5 separate regions of the Mus musculus genome follow, and regions 1, 3, 4 and 5 are each linked to region 2. A link is a contact called in public ChIA-PET, HiChIP or PLAC-seq and promoter capture Hi-C data. All regions are on one chromosome and are shown on one strand. Each heading gives the region's core, a stretch centred on a gene start, on an enhancer-like site or on the middle of the called end of the contact. The rest is flanking DNA. Distances are from core to core; before and after follow the strand shown.

Region 1 (2,700 bases), core at 22-2,521, 530 kb before region 2:
GAAAGGCACGTTGTAACCAGGCAGAGGCGCTCTGGCAAGTCCCTCCAGCCATTCTGTCCCCAGGGCCACCCTCCTCCACCCAAAGCTTGTTGGCCTGCAATATTGGGGTTCCCAACTCCATCACATTCAGTTTGGGATTGGGGCATCGAGCAGGTAAAAAATAAGAAGTTGGGGGTGACACAGACGTCAGGCAGTGTGACACAGACCTGCCAGGGTCCCGGAGACCTGGAGAGCAACACAGACCTCAGATGGGGAGCAACACAGACCTCAGGCAGGTGACAGAGACCTGGGAACCTCAGATGAGAGTGACACCGACCTTAGGCGGCGGGGGTTGGGGGTTCAGTGACAGAGACCAGGCAGAGAGGACCTGGGACCCAGGAGTCCCTCCCGACCTCAGGGCTGTTGTAGGCCTAGAATTCACCATCTGAGGCCAAGGTGGGGGGTTCGGCCTGGCAGCAGCCCTGGGGAGGCGCCCCAAAGTCGGCAGTGGAGAGCAGAATGGGGCACGTGACCCCCGCTCCAGGGACCAATCAGCACCGCGGTCGGCCAGGGGGGCCACGGTGGCACCCACCCCGCGCGGCTGCCAGAGACGCTCCTTTGTCCCATTGTCAGGCTTTGGGGGGGGGGGCTGGCAGCCCAGCTTAGGGCTGTGCTGCAGCGGGGGCGTTGGCCGCGGACTGCCCCCCCCCCATGTCAGTTGCGCGGCCGGCGAAGACCAGCCGGTACCCAAGAGCTTGGGGACAGCTGGTGCACAGGGCCGCGTGGGGACCCACGAAAGGTCGCGGCTATGTGTCCCGCCCCCTCCCCCGCCCCCATCAGTAGGCCGTCACCCCAATAATTCGAAGCCACTGTCAGTGCCCCGGCGCGATGAGCCGGGGCCTTGGCTGCAATCCCCGCCCGCTGCGCAGCCCGTTAGCCCCGCCCAGGGCGCTGGAGCTGCGACCGCACGCGGGGGGCCCCCCAAGCCAGTGCCGCTGCACGAGGCGCCCGCGCCCTGTGCGCGCCTGGTGCGTGCATGCCCACTGCATCTGTCCCTGCATCTGTCCCTGCGTCTGTCCCTGCGTCCGTCCCTGCGTCCGTCGCCGCATCTGTCCCCCGTGCATCTGTCCAAGGTGCGTCCCCGCGTCCGTCCCTGCACTCACCTCCAGCGCAGGCCGAGCACCTGCTCGGCTCGGCCCCGGCCCCGGCCCCGCAGCGTCTCAGCCCGGGCTCCCACGCGCGGGCGGCTCCCGCGGGGGCGCAGCGCGGTGTCCCGGCCGGGGCCGCATCTCTGCCGCCGCCGCTGCGACTCGCAGCTCCGCCACCTCCGCCCCCAGCGCCCGAGCTCGGAGCTTCGCAAAACCCGGAGCAGACCACCAAGGAGCGGAGCACGGACGGGAGGGGGCGCCTCCACCATCCTTGGCCTCAGTTTCCCTTTCTCTGCCTCCCACTTCTCTCTACTGGGGTGGTTCTGAAGACCACCGACTCCCGCACTGAGCTGGGCGCTGTTCTGACTCTGGGCATCTCCAGTATACCGTAGGCACTCCATAGATGTTTTCTGGTATATTCTAGTGAATTCCCAATTCATCTGACCAGTCACCCACACACAGGAACCTCATGGACGTGGTCCCACGGTCCTGGTGGCTCATGACATCATTGAGTCAAACCACCAAGGTCTCATTTTTTATTTATAATGATTGATTGACTAAGACAGACTCTCCTGGGGAGTCTAGGCTAAAGGCCTGCCCCAGCACGCCGCCAACACTCACTTTCTGAGGGACATTGGGACAGCAAGATATCTCTTTCCATGCCTCAGTTTCCCTCTGTCCAAAGCCCCTCCTCATCCCAGCCATGACGCTGAATGAAAACCTCTTTCCGATTGGGCTAGGCATTGCCTCAGAATACAGTAAGTATACTGATGGCACCTCCAGTATACAGTAAGCACCACACAACTGCTTTTGTAATTGTGTGTGGAGTTGAATCCTGCTCACAGGGTCGCCCTGAAGCCCATCCAGCTGAGGACACTCAACCAAAGGTTGGGACTGTGAGCTGCCCGGGACAGCCAAATCTGTGGGTGTCAGGATTTTAACTCTGACCTGTGCACACCCTGAGGGGCTGGAGCAGACTCCTTGGTGTCACCACTGTGGCGACAGGCTGAGACCTCACTGTGGCCCATCAGCTTTGCCGCATATCAGCCAGACACAGCTTCTGTGGAGAAACTGAGGCAGAAGATGAAGCCAGTTCTCAGCCTACTCTGCTTGGCCTATGAACCAATTTGTCCGGCAAACATTTATTGAGCGCAGCTCTAACAATGTTTTTCGGCCCAGGGGGGCGTCGGGGGGAATGGGAGGGTGGCTGCCAAGGTGACCAGTGGCTGCAAAAGTCAAGGTGCAGAGGGCTCAGTGGCTGCTGGGGGTGGCAGAGGGGGAGGGGGGACACCGGGCCCCTGAAGGCTCACGGGTGGATTTGGCAGGGAGTGCAAGGCAGAGTGGGGGTGCAGGGATGGCCTGTCCCCAGGGAGACCTGTCTGAACAAAGGCCCCATGGTCATGAATGACGCCTCTTTCACAGACCGGCCTGGAGGTCAAGTCGCCCTCCCCCAGCCGGCTCCAGCCGGTCTAGGAGCTGACCTGATAGCCATGGAGAGTCAAGAAGACAGGACCTTGTCTGAGTCCTCCAGAGTTAGCCCCAGCACCCCTTTCCTCAGCTGTGAGGCTCCAGG
Region 2 (2,700 bases), core at 77-2,576:
GGAGAAAGAAAGTGTGAGTGAGCTCTTTTTTTTTTTTTTTTTTTTTCGAGACAGGGTTTCTCTGTGTAGCCCTGGCTGTCCTGGAACTCACTCTGTAGACCAGGCTGGCCTCGAACTCAGAGATCTGCCTGCCTCTGCCTCCCAAGTGCTGGGATTAAAGGCATGTGCCACCACGCCCGGCAAGAGTGAGTTCTATATCTGTGGCCCCAGCACTTGGGAAGATGAGGCAGGAGAATTTTGAGTTCAAGACCAGACTGGACTACACTGTGACAGTGTCTCCCTATCTCACAGATCTATAGGAGTATACCCAGATTTAAAATACGTAGTAGCTGCTTTCAGGTGTCTTGTCAGTATGCAAAGGTGAATATAGGTTTGGTTTTCCATTCTCCCTTCCTTTCTTTCTTCCTTACTTCTTCTTCTTCTTCTTCTTCTCTCTCTCTCTCTCTCTCTCTCTCTCTCTCTCTCTCTCTCTCTCTCTCTCTCTTTCTTTCTTTTTTCCAGACAGGGTTTCTCTGTATAGCCCTGGCTGTCCTGGAACTCACTCTGTAGACCAGACTGCCCTCGAACTCAGAAATCCGCCTGCCTCTGCCTCCCGAGTGCTGGGATTAAAGGCGTACGCCACCACGCCTGGCCTGAGTTCTTAGCACCCACATAGTTGGCTTAGACCGGTCACCCACAGTCCAGTTCCAGGATAGCCTTTCCTTTTTTAGCCTTTTGTAGGCACTGCACACACATAGCACTCATACACAAATACATCTTTTCTTATTACTTATTGTTTGTTTGTTTTCAAGACATAGTCTGTGTAGCCCTGGACCAGGCTGCTCTCAAACGGAGATCCTCTTGCGTCTGCCTGAGTGCTGGGATTAAAGGCGTGCGCACCAATGCCAAGTCTAATGCCCAGAGAGGTTAAGAGTCTAGTTTTATTAGGACATCCTGTGTTTGAAATCTAGGGTGACCTCTGACTTTGCCTCTTCCTCAACCACCCCAAATAGCCATAGGAAAGCTGTGTGAAAGGGCCTGGCTTCTGATTCAGGGACATGGGCCACTCCTTCCTGTACGCGGAATCGCTAAAAAGCCTACCTAGGCTCACGCCAGAGAAACAAACAGAGAAAGTGGCGGGATGGCAGTCAGGACAGCAAGCAGCGGCACGTCTCTCCTGCGCATGCGTGGGGCTCGGCCATCCTCCTCCCCCCCCCCCACCTCCTTAACATGCTGCCAATGCTAGGAGCTCAGGACCAATAGCAAACTGGCGCTGCCTGTGCGCATGCGTGCCACGCTAGCCACACCCTCTTCCCTTTGCGGGCGGGAAGAGGCGGGCGGAGAGCCGTTACTGCGCAGGCGCGCGGCCGGAGCTCTAGCGGGTGCGAGCTTCCCTCCTCCTCACACCGGCGCTGGCTTATGGGATGCGCAGGCGCAGAACTCTCCCAGCAGAAAGCCCTCGGAGCCCGGGGGCCGGGCGCGGGGCCTTGTGGGAGGGCTTAAGGAAGTAAAATGGCGGACCTGGCGAACGAAGGTAGGGGAGGCGCCGCCGGGGGCCAGCTGGCGGCAGGCGGGCGCGGGGCGGGAAGTCAAGGGAGCCCCAGAGTCGAAGGGCGAGCGCTTCAGGTTGTGGGAGTTCGGCCTCACCCGGTCTGGGCACCCAGCGGGCCCCCCTACCGTGGAGTCTGGTCCCCGGCCGGGTTCCTCGCGGCAGCCCCGGCTTCTGCCTCCTCCCGACCTCGAGGCTCCTCGGCCGCGCCGCGACCGCCTCCCACCCCCCACCCCCACCCCACGCCTTCCGGCCTCGCAGGCCGCCCGGGGAGCCCAACGGGCCTTGAGACGCGGCTCCGCGGCCTCGAACGAGGCGGGCGAGACCTCCGAGCCTGCTCGCGGGCCCAGCCCGCCACGCTCCCTTCCCCGCTTCCCTCGCCTGGGGCCTGGGCCTCCTTCCCCGGCATAGCCTCAGGCTCAGGTCCGGCTCTCCTTCATCCCGCGAAGGTGCTCGGCCACCCCGACCTGTAGCTTACACCCCGAGGTCTGCTTAAACCCGGACCGGGCGCCCCTATTCCCGCCACAGGGCTCCAGGTCCTTTGAGGTGCACTTGATGCCCCCCATTTAGGCCTGGCCATCTGATCTTGAAACTCCTAACTGCTTCTTCACATCCCGTTTTTATTTTTGACACCGTGAAACCTCCCCTCTGGAGTCGACATCCCATTTAAGGGGTTTGAATATGGTAGGACTACCCAGTTGTTGCAGAACCTGCACGTCTCTTCCTACCAGTCTTCAGAGTCCTTTGGAGTGCAGCTTACATCCCCTGATTTAGGCTTGGCCACCTGATCTGTATTTCCTAATTCAGTGGTTCTCAATCTTCTTAATGCCGTGACCCTTAAATATAGTTCCTCATTGTGGTGACCCCAACCATAAAATTATTTTTGTTACTTCTTCATAACTAGCTTTGCTACTGTTATGAATGGTAATGTAAATGTTTCTGGATTTCCTATTTAGACATTTGCCAAAGGGGTGGCAACCCACAGGTTGAGCACTGATATACTAATTGCTTCCACACCCCCTTTTGCCCCGTGGCCCTGACTCCCTGAGCACTCTGGGATGTAACACTTTCTCAGTCAGCCTGATGCTTGACACCCAGTGGTGGCCCCTTCGGGGCTCCTCCAGGGTTCAGTTTGGGGACTTCAGGGTCTGTTTTTTTTGTTTTTTGTTTTT
Region 3 (2,700 bases), core at 72-2,571, 610 kb after region 2:
ATCGTTGGGGCTTGCATGGTGGAAAGAGGACCTACTCCCTTGGGCTGGTGAGATGGCTCAGTGGGTTAGAGCACCTGACTGCTCTTCCGAAGGTCCAGAGTTCAAATCCCAGCAACCACATGGTGGCTCACAACCATCCGTAACAAGATCTGACCCCCTCTTCTGAAGTGTCTGAAGACAGCTACAATGTACTTACATATAATAAATAAATAAATAAATAAATCTTTAAAAAAAAAAAAAAGAGGACCTACTCCCCCATGTTAACCTTTGACCTCCACACATGTACTGTGCCCCACATGTACCTTCACACATACACACATACATATGTATATATATACACACACACACATATATATATGTAATAAAAGTGAAATGGCTTTCAAAGTAGAATATATTTTCTAATGTTTATTATAGTTCTATTTGTTGGCAGTTTCCTACATGTTAACAACCTATCTTCGTCCTACCCACCCTCAACTCCCCTCTGACTCCGAATGAGAGTGGACTCTCTTTACCTTATCCCCACTTTCTTGCTCTTTTGTAACCCTTTGCATCCATTACTGCTGCCTGTGGGCATGTTGGCTCCCTCCTGGCTTTGTCTTGTGCTGCCACCATAACTGCACGGAGTTCATGAGCGTAGTGGCCATGGGTATGCCCTGGAGATAGCATTTCACATCCCCCGCCCCCGACTCTTACCGACTTTCTGTTCCTTCTCCCTTGAGCCTCGGGCTGGTGGTGGTATAGATGTCCCATCTATGGCTGAGCACTCAGTAATCAAAAAGTAACATGTAAGAAGTGATGGAGTGAATTAGTGTCTTCTGTCAGGTGGTGGGCACAAGTGCAAAGGCCCTGGGGCAGGATGGAGGTCAGGGAGTGAAGAACAGAGAGAGGAGAAGAGGCTGGCAGGGGTTGGGGCAGGGTGAACAGGGCCTTGTGGGGTGCAGGAAAGACATGAGTTTTGGCCCCAAAGCAAGGTTGAACCAGGAGGGTTATGGGTGGTGGAAGAATGGTTGAGACTTGACTCAGTGTTCAGTGGTCCCTTTTGGCTGCTGCAGGGGCAAAAGGCTGTGAGAGATCAGGGCCGTAGACTGGGGACCAGGAGGAGACAGGAGGTGACAGCCTAGGTGCCTACGGCTGGATGAGATAGTGGCACCTTAGTTCAGCAGGTGCCCAGGTCTGCTCAGTGTAGGTGGAGAAAGACGAGGTCACACCAGTGAGTGGAAGCTGTGAGGGCGTAACTGCAGATGCTGCTCCCCCTCCGCCCCACAGCTCCTCCCCACCCCCACCCCGGGGCGACAGTTACAGTCACAGAAGAGGAAGTGGTGTTGTAGTTGTCCCCACTGGGGCAGGCGGCGGCGGTGGTGAAGGAACGAGGGTGCACGGGGCCTCCCCGAGGGGCCAAGTGAGAGGCCGGCAGCCACCATGGAGCTCTGGCGACAGTGCACCCACTGGCTGATCCAGTGTCGGGTGCTGCCTCCCAGCCACCGTGTGACCTGGGAGGGGGCCCAGGTGTGTGAGCTGGCACAGGCACTGCGGGACGGTGTCCTCTTGTGCCAATTGCTTAACAACCTGCTTCCCCAGGCCATTAATCTTCGCGAGGTTAACTTGCGGCCCCAGATGTCCCAGGTGAGTCTGCTGGGTGATGCTAGGGCCCGACTGGATAAAGGCTGGTAGGCCCGGCTCTGGCTATGGAGAGGTGTCGAGCAGAACGGAGCTCTGGGTGGGTTTGTACACTCTTGGTTGGCTTGCAGCTGTCCCAGCAAATTTAGGGGGAAATCTCCCTATCCCGCCCCGCCCCCAGCTGACTCTGTTGAGATCCATTTAAAGGGGTCCTAAGAGGTATCTTGTTGCCTCGTAGTTAGCCAAGAGGGTGCATGAGGTTGGAGAACCAGATTCAAGAGAGAGAGGCCTTCAGTTTCTCCCCCACCGGTGGCTCCTCCTCTTCCACCTCTTCTGCCCCCCTCCTCCTCACATCTTCCTTCACCTCCATTTCCTGCCAGGGCTTTGTGCTGTGTGGCGTGGAGTGTTGGGGGCTGCAATGCGAGACCCTGTGGCATCCCAACTCTACCTATTTCGGGAAGGGCCCATTGAAGTGCAGGGCCCAGGCCTAGGGTCCTAACAAGGCCCTGGGTGTCCCTGAGTTTGACATCTGTGCACTCTCCGTGTTTCAAGTGGAGGCATGGTCAGACTATGCCCCGGTGAGCCTAGAAAATGTATTCAAATCCTTATTTGAATGTGGCTGGGGTGGTGGTGAAAGGTGACTGGTGGCTTTGTACTCTTTTCTCTGCTTCCCCAGGGATGCTGGGTTTCGGGGGGAGGGCTGATAGCCCTAGAAATGAAAGGTATAGGTTCAAGTCAAAGGGATCCACAGCCTTACCGTGGGGTGTGAGGGACATGAGTTGTATCTAAGGGAACATGGCCTTGCCATGGGGTCTGAAGGACACATCCTTGGTGTAGGGGGCATCTGTCTGTCTGTCTGTCCTCTTGCTCTCAGTCTGCCAGTCCTGTACAGCCTGTTTTTCCAAGTCCCAGGAGGCTGTCCCTAGAAATGATGAGCAACGGGGTCAGAGCCTAGTTTCTTCCCTTCATGCGAGGGGTCCCATGGAGTTGAAGACGGGAGTTACTTTAAGAATGGCCTGCTGCAGTCTCCAGGGTATTTCTGGGGTTGTCAGTGAGCCAGCAGTCTCTGAAGCTGTTGTGAGT
Region 4 (2,700 bases), core at 126-2,625, 560 kb before region 2:
CGAAGGTTGGAAAGGGCAGGGGGGTGGACAGAATTAGGGACCTAGAGAGGACCCAAGAAGGGATTTGGACTCACTACGTGTGGAGTCGATCCCAGCACAGCATAAACCGTGTGGTGGTGCATCATCCCAGCACTCAGAAGGCTGAGGCAGGAGGATTGCTGAGCATTTCAGGCCAATCTGGGCTACAGAGCAAAACCCTAACTCAGAAATTTTTTAAAAAGAGAGGTGTGGGGAAGCATTTGTGAATGGGCCTGGGAGGGACACCTGGTTCTGAAGATAGCAGAGACTGACTACAGACCAAGGTGGTAGGGACTATGGTAGGGACTTAGACTCACACTGGGGCTGCAGGTGCTCCAGCAGTGGCTGTGCGTGGTCCAGGGCACAGGTAGTCACACTACACACACAGTGCTCAGCAAGGCGGCAGGCGGAGCCCAGCAGCGGGTGCCTGTCCTTGGCCGAGTTGTAAGCACTGGACACGGCAGTGCACGTGGCCTTGACCAGGGGCAAAGCCACCACTCGATTCACCACATTCTGCAGAGAACAGTTACATCAGGGCACAGCCATACCCCGATTCCCTTCATTGTGCTAGGCTGGGGGACACAAAGCAGGTCGCCTACCAAAGGCTGCAGCATGCAGCACACACACAGCAACAGGGCAACTTCTGGACCTACAGATGAGGCCAGGGCGGGAAGGGGGGCTGTTTGGGTGACCTGCACACAGGTCTGGAGAAAGACCTGACTGCTTGGGGCCTTAGTTTCCCCACAGGTGTAATTGTACCCTAAGTTTGATGCTATCACTGTAGTGACTACAATAGGTGACACCTGGAGCTATGAGAAGGGACTGGACCTTGGTCGGGCAGGGACCCAGCCACGAACCCCCCAGCCCCCTGCTGTCGTCCTTCTTTACCTGCTGGTCCAGTTCTCCCAGGCTGGATCCAGGGTCCTGAGCTGTCTGATCACCGGACATTCTGGGGGGAGGGGGGGGTAAGACACAGAAAGAGAGGGAAACCCTGAGAGTCAGCCCTGTGGAGTATTCTGGGGTCCATCAGCAAGGCATGTACAAGGCCCAACACACAGAAGGTATACAATGAAAAATCTATGACTTTGTGGGAGGACAGGCGTGGGCCCTGGTGGGACGAGGATGAGTTCAAATGTCATTACCTGCTGTGTGGCGCTAGGGTGGTGTCTTCACCTCTCTGGTCCATTTCCAGTAGGGACAGACCCGCACACCAGCCCCCGTTGCAGAGGTGGGGGCAGCGGTCAGAGAATCAGATCCCTTTGACGGGCAGGAAAGTTGAGGCAAAGATTGCACGTGGAGCTCCGAGGTCACCCTCAGCTGTCCACGGTGACAGGGACGCTGACCTCAGGGCTCATGCCCTATGTATCCCCACCATGGCCGTCCCACTGTCCTCTGCGCCTGGGCCCCGCCCAACTGGGTCCTGGGCCCGGGCCCACTGGGCCAAGGGTCCTGCCACCTGCTGTGCCTGTGGCTCCTCGCATTCACCCCCGCCACTTCCACCCTGCCGAGTTTGGGTCAGGGCCATCCCTACCCCACCCTCTACCCTCGCCTGCGCCCTCACCTGGGTGCAGAGCTCAGATCCCGCGTGTATCCGCCCCCCGGCGCTCCCACCTGAGTCAGCCCTCCGTCCTTATAGCAGGTCTGGGTGGGGCCTCCGCACGCGAGCCAATGAGGCGCCGCCGGGGGTGGATCTGGAGCTTCCCCGCCCCCCACAGGCGCCATGGTTGCCATAGCGGCTCAGGGACGCTGAATCCTGGTCCAGTCACCATGGCTGACCTCAGACTAGGACTGAGGACTTTCTTTTTGTTGTTGTTGTTTGTTTGTTTGATTGGTTGGTTGGTTGGTTGGTTGGTTTTTGGTTGGTTGGTTGGTTGGTTTTTTCGAGACAGGGTTTCTCTGTATCGCTCTGGCTGTCCTGGAACTCACTCTGTAGACCGAACAGGCTGGCCTCGAACTCAGAAATCCGCCCGGCGACTGAGGACTTTTCTTCTTCTTTCTCCTTCTCCTTCTCCTTCTCCTTCTCCTTCTCCTTCTCCTTCTCCTCTTTTTTCTCCTCCTCCTTTTTTCTCCTCCTCCTCCTCCTTCTTCTTTTGTTGTTTTTTTTTTGTTTTGTTTTGTTTTGTTTTTTGTGACAGGTTTTCTCTGGCTATCCTGGAACTCATTTTGTAGATCAGGTTGGCCTCGAACTCAGAAATCCACCTTGCCTCTGCCTCCCAAGTGCTGGGATTAAAGGCATGAGCCACCACGCCCGGCGACTTTCTCATTCTTCAGTCTTTTCCGTTTGTTTTGTTTGATTCAGACTCTCTCTCTGTAGTCAAGACTTGACCAGAACTCACTATATAGCCCAGGATAGCCTCAAAGTAACCACATAGCCAAGGATGACCTTGAACGCACCACCCAGTGGCTAAGACAACAGATGTGCCACACCACACATGTTTATGTGGTGCTGGGCGTGAACCCAGATCTGTGGGTGCTCGGCTGACTGCCTTCTGAGGCCCACTTCCTTTGTTATTATTATTATTACGTCTATGTGTCCTGGTGTTTTGTTGATATGTTCCATCTGTCATGATCCACAGATGCCTGATCCCCACAGAGGCCAGTAAAGTTGACAGACCCCCTGTGACTGGAGTAACATGTGACCTTGAGCTATCATGTGGATGCTGGGACTGGAACTCCAGCCTG
Region 5 (2,700 bases), core at 11-2,510, 660 kb before region 2:
GAGCCTCTCTCAAGGCTTTGCCTGTTTACAAGATGGTTAGACCTGCATATTGTGCCGGGACTTGGAAGCGGTAAACTATGGAGCCCAAAGTCTGGTGGCCTGGGCTAAGGGAAGAGTGGTTCTCGGACTGGTGAGATGGCTCAGTGGGTAAGAGCACCCGACTGTTCTTCCGAAGGTCAGGAGTTCAAATCCCAGCAACCACATGGTGGCTCACAACCATCCATAACGAGATCTGACTCCCTCTTCTGGAGTGTCTGAGGACAGCTACAGTGTACTTACATATAATAAATAAATAAACAAATCTTAAAAAAAAAAAAGAATGATTCTCATTACTCAGACCTTTCCAGAGCATCCTGCCTCTTTCCCCAGTTTGAGGCCACCCGGATTTTCAGACCTCCCTGGGTTGGGGTAATCTGTGATGAAGGACAAATCAGGATGAGAACAAAGGCCCAGGGCCTTGGGCGCCTAGTAACACCGCCCCTTCCCGCTCGCTGATTACACGTGAACGCCGATTGGCTGAGTGGGAACCATCCCTTGTCGCTGATTGGATGCTGGAGGCACCTGGTGATTGGCTGATGAGAACTGCCATTGGGCTGAGTTAACCCTAGAAAGGCTAAAGCTGGCCAGGCTCAGACCTTTCGATCCAGCTATAACGCGCAGCTGCTTTCCTAAAGCGGCTCTACATTTCTTACAAACCTGTTTCTTCCCTGCTCCCAACCATCAAGGGCTCTGCCTTTAGCTAGCGCACTAGCCTCACTAGCAGCTTCCTTCATCGCTGCTGTAGGCTGAGGGAATCATGAGCTCCAGGATGCAGCCCCACTAAGGGAGTATAGTCCCCCTGAGAGCAGGGGATGGGGGGCGGCGTCCTGAGTCTGTTTTTCCCTCTAGTTCACCATCTGCTTCAGTTTCCCTTGTGTCCCAAGGTCTTCCCTCATTTCTTTAACTGCGCGTGGGCAGGCCCAAGACCTAAGGTTTCCATCTCTTTCCTGAAAGCTGAGCCACTCCTGCTCAGGGATCAAAGTTGCAACCTAGTAGCTGGTGGCCTCGAGTATGGTATCTCTAGTCCCTGAATGAGAAGGTCCTGGGCCTGTTTCCTTCTCCAGGTCTCCCCCAACCTCCAGCTTTAGTTTCGCCAAATTGCACCGGATCGCTCCAACTCCAGTGCAAGCACAACCCAACCGCTCCGTATCCCCTCCGCCCCCGGCGGGCCAAACCTCCCCACCCATTTTCAGTAACCAATAGACTGCTGTGTCCCCGCGCGGGGAGGAGCCCGTTCACTCGGAGGAGGCTGTGCCGGGACACAGCGTCCATGGCAGGTAGGATGGTCCGCGCAGGCGGGGACGGGGCAGCGGGACGCGACCTCTGCAGCCAGTTGCTATTTCGCTGCAGCTCCCGAGTCTCTGTCTCCCGGGGCCACGGCCGAGGAGGCGCCGGAGGAGGATGAGGACGACGCGGAGGCCGAGGACCCCGAGCGCGGGACGGGTAGCGGAGGGCGCAGCGGCAGCCTCGGTGGCAGCGGAGGCGGCACGGCAGGGCCTGGGATGGCCCTAGGGGGCGCGCTCACGAGGCGCGCGGTCACGCTTCGGGTGCTGCTCAAAGACGAGCTGCTGGAGCCCGGTGAGGGGGTGCTATCCATCTACTACCTGGTGAGCGACCCCCGGAGACCGTTCATGTCCTCCACTGCTAGCGTATAAAGAGAAACTGAAGCCCAGAGGAACCGTGTTAATCACAATGCCACATAGCTATAACCACTGCCATCTGGGTGTGTCCGCGGGCAACCAATCTGTGTGATTGCGGCTTCCCCATCTGTAAAATGAGGCCTTCCTTCCCAGGCTCTCTATGAAGATGATGGCTTCAAAACTGTGTACTGTTATTTAAAATGATCGCCCAAAAAACTCTTTGTGATACCAAGAATGGAAGGGAGCTTTACCCCTGACTATGCCCCCAGCCCCCTCACTGCGGGATTCTAAGCAGGGGGTCAATTCCTGACCTTGCACCCAACCAACCCCTCACTTGGGAATTTTAGGCAGGAGTTCTACCTCTGAGAACAGTCTTATTAAGTATTCCAAGCAGGTTCTGAAGTTGTGTGCTTCCTGCCTCAGCTTCCCCAGTAGTTGGGCTGACAGGCCTGGGCCGTTATGCCTGCTCTGGCTGCCATTACTTAATTTTAAAGTTGTGCATCTGGGTGTGGAGTGCCAGGAGTACTGGTGTGAAAGATGGAGTTCCTGTGACAGTACCTCTTGGGAGCCTTAGAAGAACAAGGACGCCAAGCCTCAGGGAGAAAGGAGTTAGGAATCACTAGGACTGAAGTGTTTCAGCCCCCTCTGTCGCTGCAGGGCAGGAAGTTTACTGGGGACCTGCAGCTGGATGGCAGGATCGTGTGGCAGGAAACTGGACAAGTCTTCAACTCACCCAGCGCCTGGGCCACACACTGCAAGAAGCTCGTCAACCCAGCCAAGAAATCTGGCTGTGGCTGGGCCTCTGTCAAGTACAAGGGCCAGAAGCTGGACAAATACAAGGCCGCCTGGCTTCGCCGGCACCAGCTACATATGCCTGTAGCTACGGCCGATGAGGTAGGAAGTACGTGCCTTCCACCTTGCGCTGTGGGGATGAGGTTGCAAAGGCCGTGGGGCAAGATAGAGTCTGATGTGATTCAGCAAGACGGCCTGAATTCTGAAGCACGGGAAGGAGGAAGGCAGG

The links. Promoter capture Hi-C pulls out the DNA fragments that hold promoters and counts their contacts. ChIA-PET counts read pairs in DNA pulled down with a chosen protein or histone mark. HiChIP or PLAC-seq counts read pairs in DNA pulled down with a chosen protein or histone mark.
Region 1: a contact with region 2 is called in a promoter capture Hi-C map of pre-B cells. The contact joins the promoter of Sema6b here to the promoter of Ranbp3 in region 2. A contact is called at or near these places in 15 of 39 promoter capture datasets (the 3T3-L1 cell line, 3T3-L1-derived adipocytes, the C10 cell line and 10 more), 2 of 15 datasets of contacts at CTCF or cohesin (embryonic stem cells and pro-B cells), 23 of 484 Hi-C or Micro-C datasets (B cells, the Ba/F3 cell line, CD4 T cells and 10 more), 13 of 115 datasets of contacts at active chromatin or transcription factors (astrocytes, bone marrow-derived macrophages, cardiomyocytes and 10 more) and 4 of 9 other capture datasets (adipose tissue, embryonic stem cells, liver and 1 more).
Region 3: a contact with region 2 is called in an RNA polymerase II ChIA-PET map of memory CD8 T cells, with 30 read pairs. The contact joins the promoter of Vav1 here to the promoter of Ranbp3 in region 2. A contact is called at or near these places in 3 of 115 datasets of contacts at active chromatin or transcription factors (bone marrow-derived macrophages, memory CD8 T cells and pancreatic cancer cells).
Region 4: a contact with region 2 is called in an H3K4me3 HiChIP or PLAC-seq map of pro-B cells, with 7 times the contacts expected there. The contact joins the promoter of Plin5 here to the promoter of Ranbp3 in region 2. A contact is called at or near these places in 15 of 39 promoter capture datasets (the 3T3-L1 cell line, the C10 cell line, the HPC-7 cell line and 10 more), 10 of 484 Hi-C or Micro-C datasets (CD8 T cells, the G1E-ER4 cell line, cortical neurons and 5 more), 12 of 115 datasets of contacts at active chromatin or transcription factors (astrocytes, bone marrow-derived macrophages, cardiomyocytes and 8 more) and 3 of 9 other capture datasets (adipose tissue, embryonic stem cells and liver).
Region 5: an RNA polymerase II ChIA-PET map of memory CD8 T cells shows a contact between it and region 2, with 14 read pairs. The contact joins the promoter of Mpnd here to the promoter of Ranbp3 in region 2. A contact is called at or near these places in 4 of 115 datasets of contacts at active chromatin or transcription factors (bone marrow-derived macrophages, embryonic forebrain, memory CD8 T cells and 1 more) and 2 of 9 other capture datasets (adipose tissue and liver).

Annotation. Positions count from the first base shown.
Region 1 is chr17:56,139,072-56,141,771 of GRCm38.p6, forward strand. Sema6b (sema domain, transmembrane domain (TM), and cytoplasmic domain, (semaphorin) 6B) reads right to left here and starts at 1,272. Exons shown (of 17, transcript NM_001130456.1): 1 at 1,143-1,272.
Region 2 is chr17:56,671,899-56,674,598 of GRCm38.p6, forward strand. It overlaps Ranbp3 (RAN binding protein 3), which reads left to right and starts at 1,327. Exons shown (of 17, transcript NM_001252466.1): 1 at 1,327-1,513. The coding sequence starts at 1,492.
Region 3 is chr17:57,277,779-57,280,478 of GRCm38.p6, forward strand. Vav1 (vav 1 oncogene) reads left to right here and starts at 1,322. Exons shown (of 27, transcript NM_011691.4): 1 at 1,322-1,623. The coding sequence starts at 1,420.
Region 4 is chr17:56,115,923-56,118,622 of GRCm38.p6, forward strand. It overlaps Plin5 (perilipin 5), which reads right to left and starts at 1,376. Exons shown (of 8, transcript NM_001077348.1): 1 at 1,161-1,376; 2 at 907-967; 3 at 336-531. The coding sequence starts at 1,204.
Region 5 is chr17:56,007,941-56,010,640 of GRCm38.p6, forward strand. Mpnd (MPN domain containing) reads left to right here and starts at 1,261. Exons shown (of 13, transcript NM_026530.5): 1 at 1,261-1,316; 2 at 1,390-1,646; 3 at 2,337-2,573. The coding sequence starts at 1,310. Stap2 (signal transducing adaptor family member 2) reads right to left here and starts at 196. Exons shown (of 14, transcript NM_145934.3): 1 at 1-196.